Regions from separate parts of the Sus scrofa genome. Here all the other regions are linked to region 1. The links are chromatin contacts, called in public Hi-C, HiChIP or PLAC-seq and promoter capture Hi-C maps. All regions are on one chromosome and are shown on one strand. The core of a region is the stretch at or near the end of the contact, and the rest is flanking DNA. Distances in the headings are between cores, read along the strand shown. Region 1 holds the start of CLK4 (dual specificity protein kinase CLK4). Region 2 holds the start of NHP2 (H/ACA ribonucleoprotein complex subunit 2). Region 3 holds the start of HNRNPAB (heterogeneous nuclear ribonucleoprotein A/B). Region 4 holds the start of PHYKPL (5-phosphohydroxy-L-lysine phospho-lyase).

Region 1 (2,887 bases), core at 122-2,621:
ACAGTGCCCTTCTTTCACTTAACAAGGTTAAAAAGTACAAGGTACAGACCCATATAATTGGGAGGTTCAACTCTGCCCTCCTATATTTGATTTCTGATTTTTTTTATTGACTGTTTTTCAGAACGTGAAATCCCCTTGACACTTTTCAGTACTAGCAGAAAAGTTCCTGACTCCTTCCTAGCATTTGGCACTGTAAGCTTTCCCTCCTTTAGGCTTGCTCTGACACCATACTCTTGGCTCTCCTCTCCTTCTGGTCATTCCTGCTCAGGCTCTCTGTCCCTTGAAATGATTTTGGCTTTCTCTCTTCTCTCTCTACAGGCTCACAACGGCAAACTAGGGATTCTTAGAAACTGCAAAACACCTTGAGGTAAGCAAGCTCCTTAATGGGGCTTACTAGCTCTCAGACATTATTCTGCCTTGGTTAAATAAAACTGACCCATAGGGACAAATAATGTGGTAACCTTTGTTAGGGAAACTTCCAGCTACCAAATCCTGCCCAGGCACAACAGGAAAAACCTTGAAAGGAGTCCCAGTTTAAATTTCTTTTGATATTGTTGTGCACAGGCCTTAAAAAGATAAGCACCCCTGAGCTTATTTCCCGAGACATTCTCTTCGAGCCCATTTTTAGACAGAAGTTCCAAGCGACTGAATTACACAATCTCGTTCACTGAACTGCCCCCAGCGCCAACCTGGGCCTGGCACAGAGCGGGTCTGGGGGCTTATCTCTCTTGTGGTGACTGTGTCTAGAGTTCAGGTCCTTGGGTAGGCGGAGGGCAGGCAGCCAAAGTGCCAAAGGCTGAAGAGCAGAAAAAGGAGCCATTGTTGGCTTTGCCTAGAGGTGCTGCCTTCAAAATAACTCGTCCTGGAGTTCCCCTCGTGGCTCAGTCGTTAACGAATCCAACTAGGAACCATGAGGTTGCGGGTTCGGTCCCTGCCCTTGCTCAATGGGTTAACGATCCGGCGTTGCCCTGAGATGTGGTGTAGGTTGCAGACGCGGCTTGGATCCTGCGTGGCTGTGGCTCTGGCGTAGGCTGGTGACCACAGCTCCGATTAGATCCCTAGCCTGGGAACCTCCACATGCCGCGGGAACGGCCCAAGAAAATGGCAAAAAGACAAAAAAAAAACCCCAAAAACTTCTCCTGAAGGAACAGACACGCCACAGCTGAGGCCAGTGCGCCGGCACTCGCTCCAATTTTCACCTAGACTCCAAAAACGAAAACAACCTAGGGCGTCGCCTGAGCTCCGGCGGGTTTCGGGGCGGGGACCTCCTGCCCCGCGCAGACGCGTTGCGGCGGACCGGGCCCGCCACTGACGTCACAGGAGCCCCGCCCTTTAGGGGGAGCGGCGGGAGCGCGCGAGCTCTGTCACGCAGGCGCGTTCGCGGGTTGTAGGTGGTGCTAGAGGCTGCCGGGGGGTTGTAGGGAGACGGCGCTGCCGCCATTTTGTGGGGTGTTTGTCGCAGCGCCTGTAGAGAGAAGACGGCGGTTTGGCGGCCTTTCGCGGCCAAAAGGCCTTTTGCTTTTGCGGAGGTAACGTTTCAGGTGGGGTGTACTGGGATGGGCGGCCTCCCAGTCTTATAGGAGTCAAAGCCAGGTGTCGGAAAAACGACCGGGTTCAAGGCCTCGGCGACCGGAGTTCTTTCGCGGCACAACTCTGCTCGTGGCTTTTAAAACCTGAAGTTGCCCAGATGTCATGGTAAATTTAAAGTCCTAGGGCGGAAAGACCTCGGCTCTGCTGCTTATTCTTCACTGGGAGCTCAGGCTGCTCGCATCAAGGCTGCGGAGGCCTTTGCTCCTCCCGTCGGCCACAGCGAGGACCTGTCGGGAGGCCCTTCGAGAGCCGCGGGGGGTTGTGTTGTGGTAGACCCAGCGCTCCCCTCTGTGCCTGGTCTCGGTCGCCGGTAGCATTTGGGTGTTTTCCGGAGTCGCATATCTGTCCCTGTCTGTGAGTGAGCCAAAGGCCCTGGGCGGGTAGGCGGGGGTCGGCGACCGGGCGTCCGAGGAACTGCAAGTCTGCAAGTCCAGGATGGTGGAAATGAGCACGGGAGAGGCAGAAATACTGAGAGGCTCATCCTTTGTGCGGAACTGTATTTTTCCTAAGGTGGAGCTTACCCTTGTGCGGCAGATCTGTATTTCTGATACTTGTATAGCTTGCTGTCCTTGATCCTTAAGCAACCGCTATATGCTTGTCTGAGCCTTAAGAAACAGCATTCAAAACTGCCTGGGTCAACCACCTGGTCCTATTTTATAGCTATGTTTGTGTGATTGTGTTCCATACATACAGCCACAGGCTTCGGCTTCTTGTTATTTATTAAATGCAGTCCTCTTGGATCCATCTAATTGTGATATTTCTAGCCACATTAAATATAGAGAGAGTGCATAAAATTGTCCGCATAAGATATGTCAATCAGAATGCTCACTTAAATCAATAATATAGAGTGTTAAAGGGCAGTAGAGAATCAGATTCCTAAGATGGATATAAACCCGTAGATTTATTCTATCTGCTGTTTTTATTGAAGTATGTCTGGTGATTATAACATGTAGGATTCTTTATTAATTAGAGATGGTGTAACAATTCTAGATTTTCTTTTTTGTGTATGCGAAAGAACCTTGTCTGTGTAACCAGGGTTTGGGATTTTTCTCTTGGTCTCCTGAGGTAATATTTCTGAGCATTATTAGTTGGGGGAGGGGGGCAGAGGACGCACAGGGGACTTCCTAACAGTTGAATTAAAAGTAGTGAACTTAGCTAGAGAAATAAAAACCTTTGGCTCTCCCAAGATGCTTATTCTTAGTTTATTATTTGCATATTGATAATTCTAGTTAAGAATTCTGCCTTGTTACAGATGAGCCAGTTATGGCTGACAGTAGAAGGAAAAAGCAAAACCGAA
Region 2 (2,887 bases), core at 122-2,621, 490 kb after region 1:
TCACAGACGCTGCTCAGATCTGGCATTGCTGTGGCTGTGGTGTAGGCCTGTGGCTACCGCTCTGATACAACCCCTAATCTGGGAACTTCCATAGGCAGTGGGTGAAGCACTAAAAAGAAAAAAAAAAAAAAATTTCCACTTTCTGGGCTGTTCCACCACCACAAAAATGGAGGGCCTAACACCGCATGATCAAGGCAACTGACTTACAGCAACGATCTAATTAATATCCACCCAATAGGACACAAGAAATAAGGCAGAGGTACAAGATCCACCCTGGTCTAGGCCTGCTTGCCTCTCCAGCGGCACCATCCACTAATCCTCTACAGATAACTACACACAGAGTGCCTACTCAGAGCTCTCCCCACGACGCCCCAACTTCTCAGCTTCAGTGTTCAAGCCTTCTTCTGCAGTTCCCGCTGTCTCCGCAATGCCTCCCCTGTGCGTGATGCCAGGCAGTGGTAGGAACGATGAGGAAAACAGAGGGTTAGGGGATGCCGATGCAAGGTGAGCCTGAACTGCAATTTTTTTTTTCCCATGCCAGTGGAAGTTCCCGCCGCCAGAGACGGAACCCGCGCCACAGAAGCAACAGTGACAACACTGGATCCTTAACTAGCTACGCTACAAGGGAACTCCCAAGGACTGGAATTTTAGGTTAAGTGTGGTCAGGAAAATCTCCCACATGGGTAACACCTGAGCAGGTCTCTGCGGGAAGGGCGGGAAAGAAAGTCACCGGCTCTCTGGGGAAAAGCGGTCCAGATCGAGGCACTCAATGAATGGGGCCATCCCTTACCAGGAAAGAGAGCAGAGCGTGAGAAATCGTGCTAGAACGAAGAAATCGTTATCAATTAAGTTAAGGCTTTACTTTAACCTTAGTACCTAGGGTATACGCCACCAGGACCGGCTCTGGACCCGGGACCTGACCAGGCTCGGCACTGCCCATTGGAGGGATCAGATTCTAAGGAGGTGTGGAATCACACTGGGCCGACCTCTGGTAGCAGAACCCGCCCTTTAAGCTAGGATCCGTCCTTTTAGACTTGGTCACGCCCCCCACAGGTACAGCCTCCGCCCCCTCGTCTCCAGTATGGTTGACGCGCAACTCTCAGACGAGCCAGACGAGCCGAGGCAGCCGTCCCAGTCCCTCTTCTCCTCCTCCAGGCCCCGCCTCCCTCCGGGCTCCGCCCCCTCCCTCAGAGGTCCTCGGACTCCGGCCTTAATCCGCCCCGCCTCAGCTGTGGGAATGGTCCTGCCCCTACCGCCGAGACTCTGCCCCCCGCTCTATATTTAACGAGTTTAGCATCGGTGATTGGTCAGAGTCTGGGACCTGGGTTCCTAATTGGCTGTCGTGTACTGACTGCTTCCCTCAGAGGGGCATGACCCGGAAGCGATTTCTGAAGCGCCGGCCGCGTGTACTCGGTTCTTGGGCACTTGGTTGCCGAGTTGCTGCCATGACCAAAATAAAGGCAGATCCCGACGGGCCGGAGGCCCAGGCAGATGCGTGCTGCGGGGAGCGCACTTATCATGAACTGCTGGTGAATCTGAACCCCATCGCGCAACCCCTGGCTTCTCGCAAACTGACACGGAAGCTCTACAAATGCATCAAGAAAGGTGCGGTGGTGGGATGGATTGGGAGTTTGGGGTTAGCAGATGCAAACCACTGCATTTGGATTGGATAAGCAATGAGATCCTGCTGTATAGCACAGGGAACTATATCTAATCACCTGTGCTGGAGGATAATGTGGAAAAAAGGAATGTATATAAATATATAACAGGATCACTTTGCTATATAGCAGTAGTTGACAGAACATTGTAAGTCAACTATAATAAAAAACTTTTTAAAGAAAATCTACAGCCTCAGAAAATAAATAAAAATTTTAGAAAAGAGAGATGCGGCGGACGCCGGGCAGGGTGGGGACGCTGGTGGTGGCCCAAGGCCCCCGGGGCTGATTCCCCTGTCGTTGCAGCCGTAAAGCAGAAGCAGATTCGGCGCGGGGTGAAGGAGGTTCAGAAATTTATCAACAAAGGCGAAAAAGGGTAAGAACCCCCTACTGCCCGGTTTTGCATTTCTAAACGATGACGAAAGTATCCCTCCTACTTAGTAGGTAAAAGTGCTCTGACTTGCCCTGATATTCAGGTGATTAGTCGGTAAATTCCTTTCAGCACAGATGTCAATACATCACTTGCACGAGCTCTAAGGGACGGCCATGGGGAAAGAGAATTCCAGGGGAAGCCAGTCATATAAGCCAACTCACTTCAGGTAGATCCCAGCTTCATTCATGCAGCCACTATTTACTGTCTGCCCCTTTTCAGGCACTTGCTACAGGAGGAGATAGTGACATTAACCACACAGGATTACAACTTGTCATAGGCAACTACAGAAGGGAAAAAAGTACAGGGTGCGGTGAGAATGACTTCATTACCCTACATCTTCCCTATTTGGCATTTGTCAGATTCAGGAACTTATTTACGTTTCTATCTTATTATTATTATTATTTTTTTTGTCTTTTTAGGGCCGCACCCAAGGCATATGGAGGTTCCCAGGCTAGGGGTTTAATCGGAGCTGTATCCCCAGGCGTACCTCACAGCCACAGCAACATGGGATCCCAGCCACATCTGCGACCTACACCACAGCTCACAGCAATGCCAGATCCTTAACCCACTGAGCAAGGGCAGAGGCCAGGGATCTAACCCACGTCCTCATGGATACACGGTTCATGCCACGACGAGAACCTCCTTACTTATTTACATTCTTACTCCCTTTCTCTCTCACTTATATCAGAAAATAAGTTCTTTGAGGACAGGATGAACCGTCTCACTGCTTTATTTCCTTTCCAGAAGTGTGTGGTACATTGTAGTTGCTCAAGATATAAAAAATGATGGGGGGGTGATG
Region 3 (2,887 bases), core at 118-2,617, 460 kb after region 1:
ACATAAACCAGTCATAGACTAAGAATGGTGGCATAATCTTAGAATACACTGAGACTCCTGATTATACAATACCCAACTTACCTTCTCCACACTGGCTGCATCTTTGAAGAGGATAAACCCAAACCCTCTTGACCGGCCAGTGTTGGGATCCATTTTTATTGTACAGTCAACGACCTCTCCAAATTTGGTAAAATAATCCTTTAGGTCCTTTTTGCTGGTATCCCAGCTCAGGCCACCAACGAACATTTTTCTGAAATGGTGGGGTAAGACACACGGCAACAAGCCTTATGAGAAAGCTGTGATTTTAGAAGAATTGGTCCTAGAAAAGCTTTCACTGACGTAATTATAAATAAAACCACCAACCTGAGCAAAGGTCCACCCCTAAGAGGCCGCAAAGGTTCTACCTCTGGAGGTTAATAAACCTCTGCTACCCTTCAAAACCCAATCTTGACCCTAACGACTCCGCACCCCCCAGGGCTGGTGGGGGAAGGAAGCACAACCTGACCAGAGAGCTAGACCCTGAGCACCACAACTGGAAGGAACCCAACCCAACAACCACGTATCAAAACGCTACAGTCCCTGCCACTCTCCACCACCTCCGAGCACTGGCTCTCAAGGAACTCAAGGCTTCCGGGCCGAGTCCGCGTTCAGGCTGTGACTCCGCCCTCGGCAGGAGGCGGAGGAGGGAGGCCAGGGCGCGCGCCAACTCCGCCCACGCAGCCCCGGCAGCCCGCGACCCGCCGGCCCCGGGTCCGAGCGCACTCCCCTTCCGGGCCGCCCGGCCCCGGCCCCGCGCCAGCGGCCCCAGGGCGGCGCCAAAGTCGACCCAACAAACTCCCTCAAACTCCCGCGCGCGCAGCGGCGGGCGGCGCGGAGTTGCTGGTTTGCGGGCCGCGAGCAGGCCCCGGCCGCCCGCCCCTCCCCCCGCCGCATGGCTCCAACAAAAGGCGGCCCCGGAACAAAGGCGGCGCCCCCGTCGGCCCGTGGCCGCACCTACCCCGCGTCCTCTTCGTTCTTGCTGGCGTTGATCTGGTCGCCCTCGGCGCCGTTCTGGTTGCCGGCCGGGGGCGCCGCGGTCCCGCCTCCAGAGCCCGCTGCGGCGCCGCTGCTGGTGCTGGTGCCGGTGCCGGTGCCGGTGCCGGTGCCGGTCCCGGCCGGCGACTCGCCTTCGGGGGCGGCCTCGTGTCCGTTCTCGGTGGCGCCCGTGGTCTCCATGGGCTGCTCTTCACCCGCTTCCGACATGTTAGGCCGAGGCACGCGGCTCCTGCAACAAGCGGCCACATACAGACACAGCGCGTCAGGCCCGCACGGCTCATGCCCGGACTCCCGCCCGCCGCCCGCAGGCCCGGCCGCTCACCTCGCCGCCGATGACGCCGCGGGGCCCGCTTGTCCTCACCCGCCGAGAAGGCGCCGCGGGCTCGGCCGCGCTCACACTCGCGCTGCCGGGCCTCTCCCCCGTCTACCGACGGAGCCTCCGCGATCGCGCGCCCTTCTCCTCGGCTACCGGAGACGCCGAACAGAATCCTCAGACGGATAATCTCGCCCGGGCCCGCGCGGTGCCGCCGCCTGACAATGCCGACTCGTGGCGCTCTTTATAATGCCGGAGCCGGGGCCACCTCGCAACAAGGCGCATGCTCATTGGCTTCGGCGGCTCGTCACTCAGCCCGGCGCCGGCGTCCCGTTGGCCGCGGCGCCGCGCGCACGCTAGATTCGGGCGGGCTTTGTCCTCATTTTAGAATCCGCGCGAGCCGAGGCCTTGCTAAGGATCTCGGGGTCCGCTGGCCGGACGGCCCTGTCTCTAGGGGCGGGCAGCCCGAGCCCGGAGGCGGAGAGGTCGGAGACTGACGCTCCGCCCTTTGAGGCCGTAGTCTCTCGTCCCCGGTACCCAATCCCAAAGTTGGCCGCCTCGGCCACTCCATTTCCCAAAAGAGGAAACTGGTCTCGAGGAAGCCTCGGAAACCAAGGTTGCCCGGCTGGAATTGGCGGAATCCAGCCTTCCGAGATTAGGCGCATTCGGTCCTCCAAGGCCCTCCGCATGGCTCTGAAAAATTGCGACGGGGCCCGCCCGCTCCCTTGACCTTGGTGCCTTCAAAGCCACGATCTCTGGCCCTTTCTGCCGCCTCCCCCGGAGGCTAGAAGCCGGGAGGGGGCGGAGTCCGCTAGGTGTCTGTAGCCATTAGTGCTCCGCCCCACGTCCCGGCGGGAGAAACCGTGGGACCACGAGGATCCCCTTGGCAACACTTTCACGACTAGTATCGCATTTTTACTTTTGATTACTTAAAATCTTTCATTTAATTCATTTATTTTTGCTCTAATCTATTTTTAAGAAAAGTAAACCGCTTCCGTGAAATCTTGAAGTTTGAGGGAAGGGAAAAATAGTTCTTTTTTCTGATATACAAAACCCCTCAATATTGATCTAGTTGACCACCGGGCTTGAAAGCCCTACGTTATCCCGTGATTCCTTTTAATCAAATGGGTGACAGGCCCCAAATAAACCAGGATTAAAACCTCTAAAGCCTGGGGATTACCAAATAACAGCAGAACACTAGTAGCTGACGTTTCCCACTGGAGTCCTGCTGCCAGGCCCAGTGTGGTGGGCTGGGCGTTTTATTTCCTCTTTTGACCTCCTAACAACCGTATGGAAGGTGGTACCATTACAAATTTATAAATGAGATAACAAACCCAGAGCCCTGGCCCGAGGCTCACTCCGCAATCCATCCAGCCCGTGGCGTTGCCTTGAGAATGTAAAATGTGATGATTTTATCTTTGGAAAAAATAATTTTCAGAAAATCTGAGGATTTGGCCACACAACACTGCATTTCCCCCAAGATATCAACCACCTAGAACTGGGGCACCCACCCCTAGATAAGCAAATTCCTCTGGTTCA
Region 4 (2,887 bases), core at 142-2,641, 410 kb after region 1:
ACTGAACTTGTACACTTTAAAATGTTAAAATGGTAAATTTTACATTATGTATATGTTACCACAATAAAGAGACTCCAAATTTCTTTAATAACTGCCTTAAGCATTTTACAGGGGCACGGGGGAAAGATGAAGAAATCAGCAATGAGGGAGCAAAGCAGAGGGCTAAGAATCATGAAGAAGTGACAGGAGGGTCCACAGGAGCCTCCCCCTGCCCAGACCACCCAGCTCAGGCCTGCATCGACACACCCTAGTTCTAGGGTGACCAAGACACAAAGTCCCAGGAAAGGAAAGCTCTCTGCTATCCCAGCTCCCCAGTCCTTCAGGGGCATTTTCCTCTCCCTGGAGTTGGGAGTCCCACCTCTGCTGAACACTTGCTGTGTGTCCGAGGCCATGTATAAGGCTCAGGAGGCTTCCTAACTCTCCTCCTGCCTCAACACAGTAAGGTTCTCTTAGGGTGCCTGTATCTTGTGCTTACCCCGCCTGGATTCCATCAGGAGGCCCAGAGGATGTGCCCCAAGACCTCCTCAGTCTGCCCCTGCAGTGGCCCTGGGCCCTCCTGCCGCTTCCTCACGGGGCTGGGAAGTCCCGGGTCCTTCTCCTGAGCTTCCCCGTCTTTGAGGCCCCAGCTGTGCACTAGGCTGGGTGCCTGTCACACGTTCCCGGTGAATGCTCACGGCGCATCCCAATTTATGCACCGGGAAGGCGGCCGAGAGACTGACCTCGAGGACCCAGGTGAGGCCTGCGGAAGCTCAGAGCCCCCCCTCGGGTGCAGAAGCAGCCCTGGGGTCACCGGGGAACCTTCCTTCCTGGGGAGGGAAACCGCAGGGGCCCGGAGTGCGAGGCCCATGGTGCGTCAGCATTAGCCAAGTCGAGCAAAAACCTGGCTCCTTGGCGGCGAAGTCTAAAGAGCTTCTCGGGGGCGAGGAGCCCACCGGACTCATTAGTCGAATGAAATTAGGAACAGACGTGAAACGGACCAGCTGAGGGCGGGACTGCAAAGCGATCTGCAGCCCGGAGACCCGTCCGTTCTGCAGTGGGCGTGGCCTCGGGGCGTGGCCTCGCGGATCCCCTCCCCCCCGCGGCGCCGCGTCTCCGCGCGACTGCGGAGGACGCCATGGCCGCGGACCCGCGCGAGAAGGCCGCGACTCTGGCCCTCAGGCGGCGGCTGCTCAGGTACCGGGGAGGGAGAGCAGGGGGCGCGCGCGCGCACGGCGCACGCATGTACGGCGCGGACCCAGCCCCGCCCGACAGGGCCAAGCGTCTTCCGGCCCACAACTCTTCTCTCCCCGGACCCCTCGCCGCGCGGGCGCGCGCGCAGCAACTCCTGGCGGCCGCCTCCCGCGCCTCCCGCGCCTCCCGCGCCTCCCGCGCCTCCCGCGCCTCCCGCGCCTCCCGCGCCTCCCGCGCCTCCCGCGCCTCCCGCGCCTCCCGCGCCTGCCTCGTCCTCTCAGCACTCGCAGCTGCTTTCGGGTTCCTAGGCGGATCTGGTCCAGTGGTGGCCCACCCCCCGACCTGGACAGAGCCCGAGAGTGACCTAAGAAGGAACTACAAATCCAGAAGAAGGGAGTGGGGGTTGGTTCCCCGGCAGCCTTAGAGAAGGGCTACCCTTGACTTGTGTCTGAGGGGCTCTCCGTGGGAGGTTGGGGCCTGAGTTAGCCTCGGGCTAGAGCTTGAGGCCAGCCCTCAGCAGGGCAGCAGGCTGTCTGGTAAGGACTGTTTAGGGCCAAGAGCCAGCCACCTAATGGGGGTGCCCTCCTCACACCCATCCCAGCAAAGAAACACTGCTTAAGGGAGCCTGTGTAGGTCTCGGGCAGCCATCTTTTCCGGGGACCCAAGGGACTCAGTGGGCACATGCAGAAATGAATGAAGCCTGATAGCCTTCAGATGACTTAAACATTTTAAGTTTTAGCAACTTTTTTTTTTTTTTTTTTTGCCTTTTTGCCTTTTTGCCTTTTCTAGGGCCGCTTCCTGCGGCATATGGAGGTTCCCAGGCTAGGGGTCTAATCGGAGCTGTAGACGCCGGCCTACGCCAGAGCCACAGCAACTCGGGATCCGAGCCGCGTCTGCGACCGTACCACAGCTGACGGCAATGCCGGATCTTTAACCCACTGAGCAAGGCCAGGGATCAAACTCTGCAACCTCATGGTTCCTAGTAAGATTAGTCGACCACTGCGCCACGACGGGAACTCCCAAGTTTTAGCAACTTCTTATCGCATCCCTTTTTCTCCTTTCCAGCCACCTATGGAGTGGGGGGACTGGAGGCAGGGACCCTTCAAGCTTTTGTCATTTCCAAAAAACTGGGAGTGGGGGAGTGGCTATAATGTGTGGATTTCTCCCTTTAGGTCTTAAGACATATCTGTCCATCTCTTGCCTGTCCCCACAGCAACTCCTGCAAACTCTTTTTTCCTGAGGATCCTATTAAGATTGTCCGAGGCCAAGGACAGTACATGTACGATGAAGAGGGAGCAGAATACATCGATTGCATCAACAATGTGGCCCATGGTCGGTATCAAATCTCAGGCTGGTGGGGGCAGAACACCAAAGCTGTGAACCTGGCCCAGGGGTTATCTTGAGGGTGTAGAGAGGTACAGAGAACTCAGGTTCAACTTAGTTCGAGTCTATCTGTTGAGTAGGCCCAGTCTTTCTGGAGTAGCTCTAGAAGTTTACAAGCAATAGCAGTGCTGAACCAGCAGGAATCAGAGACCTGGGTCTGGGGGTCTAGTTCCACTTAGGACTGACAGTGAGCTCAGAGAACAGCACTTGGCCCAGCCATGACCAGCAAGCCAACAGGACTCTGGTGGAGCCCTGGGGGTCATGGCAAGGCTTCAACCCCAGTAACCACCTCAGGTCCGGGGCAAGGAAACTGAAGTAGGAATTCAGTTATCCA

What was found. Promoter capture Hi-C pulls out the DNA fragments that hold promoters and counts their contacts. Hi-C and Micro-C count contacts between places; a contact is called where the count stands out from the background. HiChIP or PLAC-seq counts read pairs in DNA pulled down with a chosen protein or histone mark.
Region 2: a contact with region 1 is called in a Hi-C map of liver, with 4 times the contacts expected there. The contact joins the promoter of NHP2 here to the promoter of CLK4 in region 1. A contact is called at or near these places in 1 of 5 promoter capture datasets (liver), 1 of 47 Hi-C or Micro-C datasets (liver) and 1 of 2 datasets of contacts at active chromatin or transcription factors (alveolar macrophages).
Region 3: a contact with region 1 is called in a promoter capture Hi-C map of liver, with 5 times the contacts expected there. The contact joins the promoter of HNRNPAB here to the promoter of CLK4 in region 1. A contact is called at or near these places in 1 of 5 promoter capture datasets (liver), 1 of 47 Hi-C or Micro-C datasets (liver) and 1 of 2 datasets of contacts at active chromatin or transcription factors (alveolar macrophages).
Region 4: a contact with region 1 is called in an H3K27ac HiChIP or PLAC-seq map of alveolar macrophages. The contact joins the promoter of PHYKPL here to the promoter of CLK4 in region 1. A contact is called at or near these places in 1 of 47 Hi-C or Micro-C datasets (embryonic fibroblasts) and 2 of 2 datasets of contacts at active chromatin or transcription factors (alveolar macrophages and skeletal muscle).

The regions. Positions count from the first base shown.
Region 1 is chr2:79,728,089-79,730,975 of Sscrofa11.1, forward strand. It overlaps CLK4 (dual specificity protein kinase CLK4), which reads left to right and starts at 1,372. Exons shown (of 13, transcript XM_021084353.1): 1 at 1,372-1,529. It also overlaps the pseudogene LOC106507310.
Region 2 is chr2:80,222,068-80,224,954 of Sscrofa11.1, forward strand. It overlaps NHP2 (H/ACA ribonucleoprotein complex subunit 2), which reads left to right and starts at 1,372. Exons shown (of 4, transcript XM_003123671.4): 1 at 1,372-1,605; 2 at 1,962-2,031. The coding sequence starts at 1,446.
Region 3 is chr2:80,192,559-80,195,445 of Sscrofa11.1, forward strand. It overlaps HNRNPAB (heterogeneous nuclear ribonucleoprotein A/B), which reads right to left and starts at 1,368. Exons shown (of 7, transcript NM_001112695.1): 1 at 1,358-1,368; 2 at 998-1,264; 3 at 82-250. The coding sequence starts at 1,242.
Region 4 is chr2:80,141,209-80,144,095 of Sscrofa11.1, forward strand. PHYKPL (5-phosphohydroxy-L-lysine phospho-lyase) reads left to right here and starts at 1,392. Exons shown (of 14, transcript XR_002341728.1): 1 at 1,392-1,572; 2 at 2,384-2,502. It overlaps COL23A1 (collagen alpha-1(XXIII) chain), which reads left to right. Exons shown (of 27, transcript XM_021084365.1): 27 at 1-88.